Regions from separate parts of the Podarcis muralis genome. Here region 2 is linked to region 1. A link is a contact called in public Hi-C data. All regions are on one chromosome and are shown on one strand. The core of a region is the stretch at or near the end of the contact, and the rest is flanking DNA. Distances in the headings are between cores, read along the strand shown. Region 1 holds the start of IGSF3 (immunoglobulin superfamily member 3). Region 2 holds the start of TIMMDC1 (translocase of inner mitochondrial membrane domain containing 1).

Evidence for each region. A called contact is a pair of places that touch in the nucleus more often than the background predicts.
Region 2: a Hi-C map of tail shows a contact between it and region 1, with 3 times the contacts expected there. The contact joins the promoter of TIMMDC1 here to the promoter of IGSF3 in region 1. A contact is called at or near these places in 2 of 3 Hi-C or Micro-C datasets (blood and tail).

Annotation. Positions count from the first base shown.
Region 1 is chr4:42,358,503-42,363,604 of rPodMur119.hap1.1, forward strand. IGSF3 (immunoglobulin superfamily member 3) reads left to right here and starts at 3,469. Exons shown (of 11, transcript XM_077927253.1): 1 at 3,469-3,896; 2 at 4,540-5,102.
Region 2 is chr4:42,546,827-42,552,051 of rPodMur119.hap1.1, forward strand. It overlaps TIMMDC1 (translocase of inner mitochondrial membrane domain containing 1), which reads right to left and starts at 1,867. Exons shown (of 7, transcript XM_028726884.2): 1 at 1,648-1,867; 2 at 1,164-1,329; 3 at 1-19. The coding sequence starts at 1,802.

The DNA.
Region 1 (5,102 bases), core at 2,219-4,718:
ACTGCAAGATAGCAGTTTGAATAAAGTAAAGCAATTAAATTATTTATAATGAAAGGGATAGATGAACTTGCAATTTACTGAAAGATAAGGATGGTGGCTTCTTCAGTGTCAAACCAGCAAGAGGCCTTCATGTAGATAGGGTGAATGTTGACGAGGTAAGAGAAGGCTACCATCATTAAACCACATAGTACAAGCACCAAACACCTTACTCCCAACTAATCCTCTTTCACAAAGTCTTAGTGAGGAAGGATCAAAGTAGAAGCCTCCTTAGTTATATAGGTATCTAGCTCCATTTATTTCAAAGCGTTGCCTGCATCCAATGGCCTTTTAGAAAAACAAACAAGCTCTTGAATTAATGTTTCAAACAAGCGGGACCTTTATGTCAGAGTCATATCAGCCTATCTTAAATGAACATGCATTCTGTTCTCCCAGACTAATCATGTTTCTATTACGGCTACACATAACTACTGTATTCTAATTGTGATTGCACAATGTAATTATTTTTGATCAGATAACTCTCAATTTGTACTAGATTCTCTCTTTCCAAAAAGTATGCCGATAATGACGGCCCCATTATTCTTTACAGCTAAAATGAAAGGATATTGCTATGGATAAGGATATCTCAACCTGTCTTTCCCTGGGAGTCATTCTGAGTCCTCCATGCATCCACATTCCACTTAAGCCTCTGGGTTGTTAGAAAAAGTAAACTAGATGTGGGATACCTTTGGCCCTCTGGATTTGCTGAACTGGATACAACCGCCATCATCCAAAGCCATGCTTGCTGGGGCTGATGGGATTTGTAGTTCAGCAATATCTTGAGGGTCAAAGGTTATTCACACTTGATTTAGAGGAAACACCTTACCAAATGACCACTGGACAAGTACCTACTGTTCAGGGTGAGAACAGTAGTATCTCATTGCTATTTTCACTAACGCACATCTGACCGTGGGCCTGTTTTCTACTTGATTGTTATGTGGAAATATGTGTGCAAGAACAGCAGTAGCATTCTGGTATGCATATGCAAAGTGGTTCTTTAGTGCTTGGTACAGTAGTTGATGAAAGAGAAGATCCTCTTTGAACTCTCTAACCAATTCAAAACATTGAATTTGAAACTACATCAGTTTATGTTTGTGTTTAGGATCATAGTCATTTTGTATGCGGTACGATGGAAAATTGACAGATGAGGCATAGGCCAATGAATGCTTTGAGAGGGAGGTGGGGGGGGGGGCACCAAGCAGCAAAAGAAGGATTTCTGAATTGTCACAACTCCATTTTGAAATGGCCATGAAGAGAAGTGAATTTGCCTTGCCTCGTTTGACCCTTCTGTGCAATGGGAATAAACAACAAGTTGGGCTTTAAAAAATGCTTTTGAAAAATTAATGCCTACTTTTAAAGAATTCTGAAGGCAAAAAGAAGAAGAATGAGAGCTAAGCTATTTTTATGTTATTACTGAGGTCAGGAAAGAGCTGACAGAGATTAAGGGGATCCAGACAGAGCACACAGGTGCCTATTAACAGTCTTTAACAGACTGTGCTTATTATAATAATCTAATTTAACTGAAATGGGCTTAATATTATAATGCTATAAAGTCATTTCCATGGTCTCTTTATATATACTATTGTTACTATGCATGAATGCAATAGTCTGAAAGAAGACTGAGCAGGGTGTAACAGCTAAATAAGCTTTCTGACGGCACTTGCTAATTTTCTGCTTCTTCCAAATATCCTATAATACATATTTCTATGGTTACCCCTGGTTAAAAATATCAAATGCTCCATTAAAATAGTATAGGGGTATGCTACATAAAATATATACAATCCACTGGAGATCCAATTCTTTTTGGCACTGTCACTTGTTTCCTAACACCACAAATACATTTCTTTCTCTCCACAGTTCTTTCTAGGACCAGGCATCCTATCAATCAGTTGATATTACTGCACGTGCACAGTTTGTATGGGCTGCCACTTGCACAGCGGCCATACAGGCAAGAGTGGCAGTCCGTCCGGATGCCTGTACGGCCGGCGCATGAGAGCGGCAGCCCATACGGACACCACGTGAGCAGCGCCCATACGGACTGCGGGCGCCCTTGTTAGCTCTACAGCCAGGGGGAGTCAGGGGCCATCTTGTCACCCTGGGCAGACCACCCCCTCCGCCCCCTTCCTACGCCACTGCTCAGAAGATGATCGAAGCCTCTGGGTAGGTAAATGTGGGAGGAGACAATCCTTCCATTTAACCTCCTTTAAGTACACTTCCCTTAGAATAAATTTATGTTTATATACATGTTCAGAGTGAGTTGGCTGAATCCTAAAACTTGGAACTGGAAATTTAGCACTGGGCCAGGTTGGCTCATGTACCAGTTCTGTACCACCCTGCCCAACCCATCCCCTCCATCCCTTATTCATGTTGCGCCACTGCGTCATCCATTCAGCTGACTCAGCACAGAACTTCCTCCATCTATTTCCTAGGAAAAGGAAAGGCCCACTTTATTTGCACGAACTTGCTCTAAACCTGCTGTTTCACTCTTTCCCACATTAGACACATCTTACGTTATAACATCATGACTCAAAAGAACTTTGGTTATGGCCAAGTCAGCATATGGAATTTCAACATAGTTAATTCGCCCATGCTACTCAGTTGGAAGCATCCGTTTTCACTTCCAGAATATTTGGTCCCACAGGTAAGAACCGGTAACAAGTCTTTTGTGCTGTGCCAGGTCATGCTGCAACTTGTGTTTCATGCGTAAATGCACAGTCACCTTTGCTCTTGCAACATGCATGATGCAGCAGTACACCCAAGGCACACCACTGCACTGCTAAAACAGGTATCTAGGGATAGAACTTGTCCCATTATCGTAGCTCTTAACATCCCACTCTATGAAGTATCGCAGGCTTTTGTTGACCAGGTTCGCTTTTATTGTTTCACACTGTGCTTCAACACACAAGGGTTGTTAACGGGTTATTGAGTGGGTGGAACTTGTTGGCCGTTTGACAGCTGTTTTCTCCAAACCACTTAGCTTGGAGCAACTCCCAGCGGGACTACTCCAAATACAAAGCAGTTTTAAGTCATGGGGGCTGCAGTATTTTGCGTTTGTTATCAGAACTGCGGAAACAGGACTGGAATGTGGTGTCTCCTTTGCTCCCACAGCCTTACTAATTCTAAAACTGTAAATTTTCAGTTCAAAGCACCCCAGAAGGGACAAGCCCTATAACCTAATGGGGTGTGTGTTTTAATTATTATGCTCACCATATTGGGTTCTCGAAATTGTCCTGTTAGGACTAATTCTTAAGCGACAACACAAGAAGCAGCACTAGAGGGGAAAGGTGCCAACCCGGCCTTCTACCGGTCTAGCCTGACATACGTGCAGTGATTGCTTTTACTGGCCCGCAATGGTTAATGATTGAAAGGGAGGCTTATCCTTCTCTCCCGCCCTGCTCTATACCTCGCTGCCAGCTGGAAGCAAAGGCTCACAACAGCCTGGGGTGAAATATGATCCCATTCCAGGTTCCGCGGCGCACTCCCCAAGCCTCCTTCGCTTCTGGGCCATTGTGGAGAGAAAGAGAGAGAAGCGCGCGCGCGCTCTTTTCCCTGCCCCGTTTCTTTTCTCTCTCGCACCGGCCAGCGCCCGCCTGGAGCTGAAGGTGAGCCGGGAAAGAAGCGGGGAGGGACGCGGCGAGGGAACGAAGCAGCGAGGGGAGGACGACGAGTCCGACGAGGAGGGACGCAGGGGGGAGAAGGCGGAGCTTCCCGACCGGGAGGAAGCGCTTGGCACCCCCTGCAGCAGCAGCAGCAGCAGCAGCAGCTTCTGAGCAGAGAATGAAGCCCGAGCGGAGACGCCGAAGGAGAGGCGGCAGCAGCAGCGGCGGCGGCGGGCTGAGGGAAACAGCCAGAGCGGCCAGGTAGGCGCCTCGCGGGGCGGAGAGCTAAGCTGAGGCGAGCGGCGAGTAGCCGTACCGGGGAAAGAGTCCGAGGGGATGCCGGTGTCGCCGCGGCACGTGGAGCCGAGCAAGCCGGGCAAGGGAGTGGCTAGGGTGGGTCGGCGGCAGGAAGAGCGCGCGGGTGGAGAGAGACCCCCTTGAGGAGCGCGCCCTGGTCTCCCGGACCCGCCGGGCGCGCGAGGCGCTTGTTTTCAAGGGGTGTTTGTGGCGCGCGGAAAGTGGGCTACGCTTGGCTTTATGACCGGAGGGCGGGGAAAGGGGAGAGAAAGAGAGCGCCTAAGCTCCGGGCCGCCGGTCTCCCTTCTCGAGGGCGCCCTGCTCCAGCCCTTCCTCCAGTTTGGGGAAAGGGGAGGCGGCCGTCTTGCGCGTGAGGCTGAAACAATAGCGGGCTGGTCTCCTTCCCCGCGCGCAGATGGGGGTCTTAGAGGGGCGGCGGGGCGGGAACTGGTGCTCGGTCTGCCCCCACTTCTTCCCGCCCCTTCGTCTCTGTATGTACCCCCCCCCACACACACACACCGCGTGTTTGGAGAGGCAGTTAGCAGCAAGGAGCAACAATTTATGCCTTAGCTTTATAAGTTTCCCTGCCTCTTTTTTTCTTTTCTAGGGAGGAGCAGACCTGAGCTGTAGGCACCCGAGCGAGCGAGCGAAACTGAGCGCGAGCAGCTGCTGAACGGGGCCATCCCAGCTCGGGTTGCTGATCTGCCCCATCCTTACAGTTCAGCAAGCCGAAGAGACGAAGCCCCTCCCGAACTGTCGATGCAGTCCGTGCAAGAGGACGCTCTCAGCCTCGCTTTCCCTCTCGTCCAGGAAAACTAGCAAGAGACACCTACAAAACTGGTTCGGATGTGGGCAGACCTGACCCTTCGGGCTCTTTTTTGTGCACGTGAAGAGCTTGCAAAATAGCCCAGGTTGTTAATCCTTGGACACATAGCCACTTCTTGAGCCGAGAGACGGATCTTCCTGCACCTTTCTCTTTACGGAGAGGGTTGATCAAGCAAGGAACTGTGTACAGTACTTCTTTACCGTGCTGTGGGAGAGGGAGTAGGAGAAATCAAAGTAGATGCTGCAAAACACAATGTGTTGGAAAAGCAACGGTGTCTGTTTGGAATAATCATTTAGCATCTGAAGAAACATTCACGCCTCCCACTAAGCTTGCCCTTCACTTTG
Region 2 (5,225 bases), core at 617-3,116, 190 kb after region 1:
CTGCACGATGTGCAGTTCGCTATCAAGAAAGTTACAAAAGTTTAAAGACATTGTCAGGCCACACTACCAATTTTTATTATGCCCCAAATGACATTTTATATGTACCATTCCTGAGGTTAATGAGAAAAGGAGGCCTACTAGTAAGGTATCTTACATAGGGACTAAAATATTTGCTTAGAAGCAGAAAGAATCAAAGAAGTCCAGTATCTCCCATTTCACACAATTTAGTTATTTATTTTGCTTCTGCATGCACATCCCCACCTGCGCCTTTATAGTCTGGATTCTGGACTAGACCCTTGCACCAGAAACAATTCAGCAGGCTTTACTGTTGACAAAACTATGGACCACTCAGCTCGTTTGTACATGCACATAACCTGCTTTTTTATTTCTGGATTTTTCAGTACTCATCTCAGATCTAAACATTTTAATTGCCTTCAGTTATATTATCCAGACTATTAACCCAGGCAATATGGAAACGCTGGCTGTGATCCTCGATCTAGCCCCATCAAGTCCAGTTTCTTGTTGTCACAGTGGCCAACCCAATCTTTATGGAAAGCCCGCAGGCAGAACATAAGCACAATGGCACATTCCCACATGTTCCACGGTATGTTCCTGCTATTCACAGGTACACCAACTAACAAGACTGGAGGCAGTATGCAGCCAACATGACTAGTAGCCATCGACAGTTTTATTATTGATGAATAATCCCCTTGTAAAGCCACATAACCTGGCAGCTACTATTACATCTTCTGGCAGCAAATACCATCCTTAACTATGTGGTGTGTGAAGGAGCACTTCCTTTTGTCCTAAATATTCCAGCATTCAGCTTCATCAGATGATCACAGGTTCTAGCATTATACGAGAAGGGAAAAACTTGTATCTACTGTAATCAGTTTTTCCATACCAAGTACACACCTTTATCATGCCCTGCACTTTCTCTAAACTAAAAAGCGCATAACATCATAACATTTCTCTCAGGTGAGTTGCCCCAGCTTCTTGATAGTTTTGGTTGCCCTTCCCAAGCTCTACAACCGACATTTTGAAGTGCTAGTGACAAGTGTCCATAGCAGTCCTAGTGTGCTCACTTAAGGAGATTTGTGTAGCGGCTTTATTGAGAAGACTGATTCGATGTGTGCTCTACCATGCCAGGAATCTGTCCGTACCGCAGCATCCAAGCGATTGTGGAAAATCTCTCCTTGGCTCTGCTCAATGTACCGTCTCTTGGCGTTTATAAAACCGGGTACCCCGCCATAGACCATGCCGACAATGCCCCCGCAAAACGTTGCTTTGATGATATTGACCGTTTCTTCAGGATACCGATTTAGCTCGCTGCGGGAGAAAATGCTTCGATGAGAACGCAAGTCTTCTGGACATAAAAAGCCCCCTTCACGTTTCAGAAATCCCGACCCCCCCCCCCCCCATGCAACCCCAGCGTTAAATGAAGCCACATTATCAACAGAGGCTGAAAGTGCCCGTGTGAGGCTCGAGACAACTTAACTCGGCATGCGAGTGGGCTTTCAGCAGAGCTTTTGCCTTCGCGTCCATTGCCAGCCCCGCGCCCGCCCCGCCTGGCTGCAAGGAGACGGGGGCGCCTGCCGCTTCCCGGGACACCCTCGCATTCTTGCAAAACAAAACCCTCGGGCTTACTCTCGCCGGAAGAGCTCCCGGACCCGCTCCCAGCCCGAGCCCGAGCCCGGCGGCTCCGGCCTGCTCAAAGCCCTGGGCTGCCCCGCGGCCAGCGCGGGAGAAGAGGCAGCCGAGACTCGGACCGGCCCCTGCGGCGGCGCCAGCGGCGGCTCCATAGCCAAACAGCCGAGCGCTCTCCCCCAGAAGCCGCTTCCCAGGACCTTCCCTCGAGGACTCAGCTGTGCCGGAAGTGGGCCAAGGAGGAGCGCGCCGCCCTGGTGCCTTGGAGGACGCAGCGCAGGCAACTCCCCGGCTGGAAAGCATTTCCGTTCCACCCGCCGCCCCCACCACCAACCCCCGGCCAGTGGGTTATGCGAAGCGGGAGGCGGCGCGAGCTCGGGGGAGGGAGGTGATGGATTCCCGCCACTGCGCGTGCGCAATCCTGACCAGCTGCTTTGCTGGAAGCGCCGTGCACACTCTGTTGCACCTCCTCTGCCCCTATTGTCGATGGAGTGGAAAGGATTTGGGGTTTTAAAAAGAGCGTGGTGGCAAGATATTAATATTGGGGCACGACAAGCGGAAATTCCCTTTTTTGCACGGCTGTTGAGGCTCAAGAGCCCTGTCTATTTTTGCAGACGACTTATTTGCTCTGGCTTTTTTTTAAAAAAAGCGGAACGATATACGTCCACTGCTGTATGTATTCCTTCCCTTTGACGAAGCCTATCAAGGCAAAGCTAGTAAGATTTAACGCTTCCAGCTATATTTAAAAAGCACTGCTACTGGAGACTACAGTGCAAACTTGCTCCAAATTCTGTTGAGGAACTTAAAGCAAGGTTCTTTTAACTGTACTAAGGGTAAATATGTAATGCAATCCTATGCACTTTTGATTAAAAATAAGTTCCATCATGTCCAGTGATACCCACTGTCAGCAGCAGTTGTACTTAAAGTTACCTTAGTTTTCATCATTGAGCAAAGTTCCATGCTCTTATCCTGAATGGAAAAGAAAACAAGAAAAGCTTGCTGCCTGAGCTTCCCGACACATAGCTACCCAATGGGCAAATTGCAATACGTAATTGGAATAGAGCAGTAAAGTAAATCCTTAAGTTTATAACCTTTCTCACCAGCCCAAAACACATTTGTGACAGAAACAAAATACAAGTAGTTCATTGCTTGTTATATCATGTAGGGCATGATGTGTCGGTTGCCCAGGTTCTTTGTTGTCACGATGCTTTAAAAAAATCGAATTTCAGTATTAATTCAGCCATCAAAACAGGTTTTTCTTTTTTAATCTAAAAGATCATTTAAAGATGAGTTTTAGAACATACCAGATTAATTCCCTTCACTGAAGATAAATTTAGGGTTTTGTCTCATTTTTTAACATTCTTCCTCCTCTTTCTTATCCAGCACAATAATGCCACATACGGTAGTTTGATTTCCTGAGTTAATTCTTCCATGTCTGGTATTGGTCCCTCTTCCTTACACAGCATCTGCAAATTTGTTTTAGTGTCGTGCTGTTTTTTCTTCTTCCCCATCATCTATAAGCTCAGTGAGGAAGGTAATGAGGAATACTATGCAGCACCAGTTTCCAATATCTACAATACACACACGCCATACTCAGGAGACACAACCAGTAATTAATATAGCATTCTGTGGCATATGAAATTTTCTCTCACCGCCTCCCAGTGAGTGCAGGCCTGTATAGCAGTGATCCAGGGGTGCGGAGGATCAAAAACCTGTTACTATTTCTGCAGCATGTATAAGATTATTGTGTAATTATTGTATATTACATACTGTATACTCTTCGGTTGTATAGGAACATGGCTGTGACTATTTATTTCAGCCCTGTGAAATACATTAGGCCCAAGGCCAGGACCAAAACACCTTAAGGACTACTTCTCTGCATATAAATCTACCCAGATCCTGTGATTACCATCTAAGGCTGTTCTTTGTGTGCCTCCTCCATGAAAGGTTCAGAGCACGGCAACTCAGCATAGCTGTCAACTTTTCCCTTTTTTAAAGGGAAATTCCCTTATTCCGAATAGGATTCCTCGCAAGAATTGACAGCTATGCAACTCAGGAATGGGCCTTTTCGGAGGTGGCTCCGTTTGTAGAATATTCTCCCTAGGGAGGTTCTGCTGGCGCCTTCATTATACACCTCTAGGTGCCAGACAAAAACATTTCAATCAGGCCTTTGGCTGATTAACATCTTATATCCCTTTTAAATGTGTTCATAGGAGGATGTGGGGAGGGGGGCGGTTATTGGTTTGTGGGTTTTTTCTTGTTTTTATTATGTATTTTGTATTTTTATATTGTGAACCACCCTGAGATCTCCAGATGAAGGATGGTACACTTTTTTTAAAAAAAAGTTAAATAAAAAGGTGAGCTTCATAGCTGAGGATTTGAACCTAGGTCTCCTCAGCACTAGTTCAGCACTCTTAACCACTATACCACACTATCATGAAGGGACCCTGCACTTCTGAATTTGCCAGTACACTACCGCTGAACACATACTGTTGATTTATGCAAAGTGAACTATGAGATCATTTGCCAGAAACTTGGACTATATTTGAGATTCCTTCCAATTTTTTTTTACTATGGCAGACCAACACGGCTACCTATCTATATTTGAGATGTGAGGGATGGGACACACAACCTGGCTGTGCACTTCTCAAGCTATTTCCATGTGGATGTGGAATGGCTTAACTGCCATCTTTTGCAGGGCTGCCATTTGCTCCATAGCACTGCAAGCTTTCTCATTCCTCCCCAGATTTTGCAGCGACATGGAAATAAGTCCTTGAATAGAAGTGGCAAGGTGGCTTTTCACAAACAAGAGCGAAGGAGAAAGCTGTGCTGATCTTTTCTCTCTCTAGCTAATAGCAGCTTTGGGGAAGTAGTTCAGATCAGGAAAAGAGTAAAACCTCTGTCTTTAGAATCACTTCCCCAATCTTCAAAGGGGCTACGTCAGGCTGTTAATTAGTTATAAGAAAAGCAGGGGAGTAAGAGTTTCTGACCATAGATCTCCCACATACTGTCTAGCTTTGCCTCACTCAGTCATGAACTCTATAAAGCTGGGTTGGTCAGCATTTCTCAGCCTAGCCTAGGGAAGTTTTTAATGTTTGAAGTTTTACAGTGGTACCTCGGGTTACAAACACTTTGAGTTACAGACTCCACTAACCTGGAAGTAGTACCTCAGGTTAAGAACTTTGCCCCAGGATGAGAACAGAAATCGCGTGGTGGCAGTGAGAGGCCCCATTAGCTAAAGTGGTACCTAAGGTTAAGAAGTTTCAGATTAAGAACAGACCTCCGGAACAAATTAAGTTTGTAGCCAGAGGTGCCACTGTATTCTGTTTTTAGTGTTCTGTTGGGAGCAGCCAAGAGTGGCTGGGAAAACCCAGCCAGATGGGCGGGGTATAAATAATAAAATTATTTGTTGTTGTTGTTGTTGTTGTTATTTATTAGGGTTGTGTAATCATTCATTTTAATGATTATTTTGAATTGCTTTAAAAAGTTTTTCATATTGCTGTGTACCACATTGATGTTTTGCAAGAGGGCAATATATAAAGACTCGAAGTTTGCAAAGAACTATTGTCCAAACACTA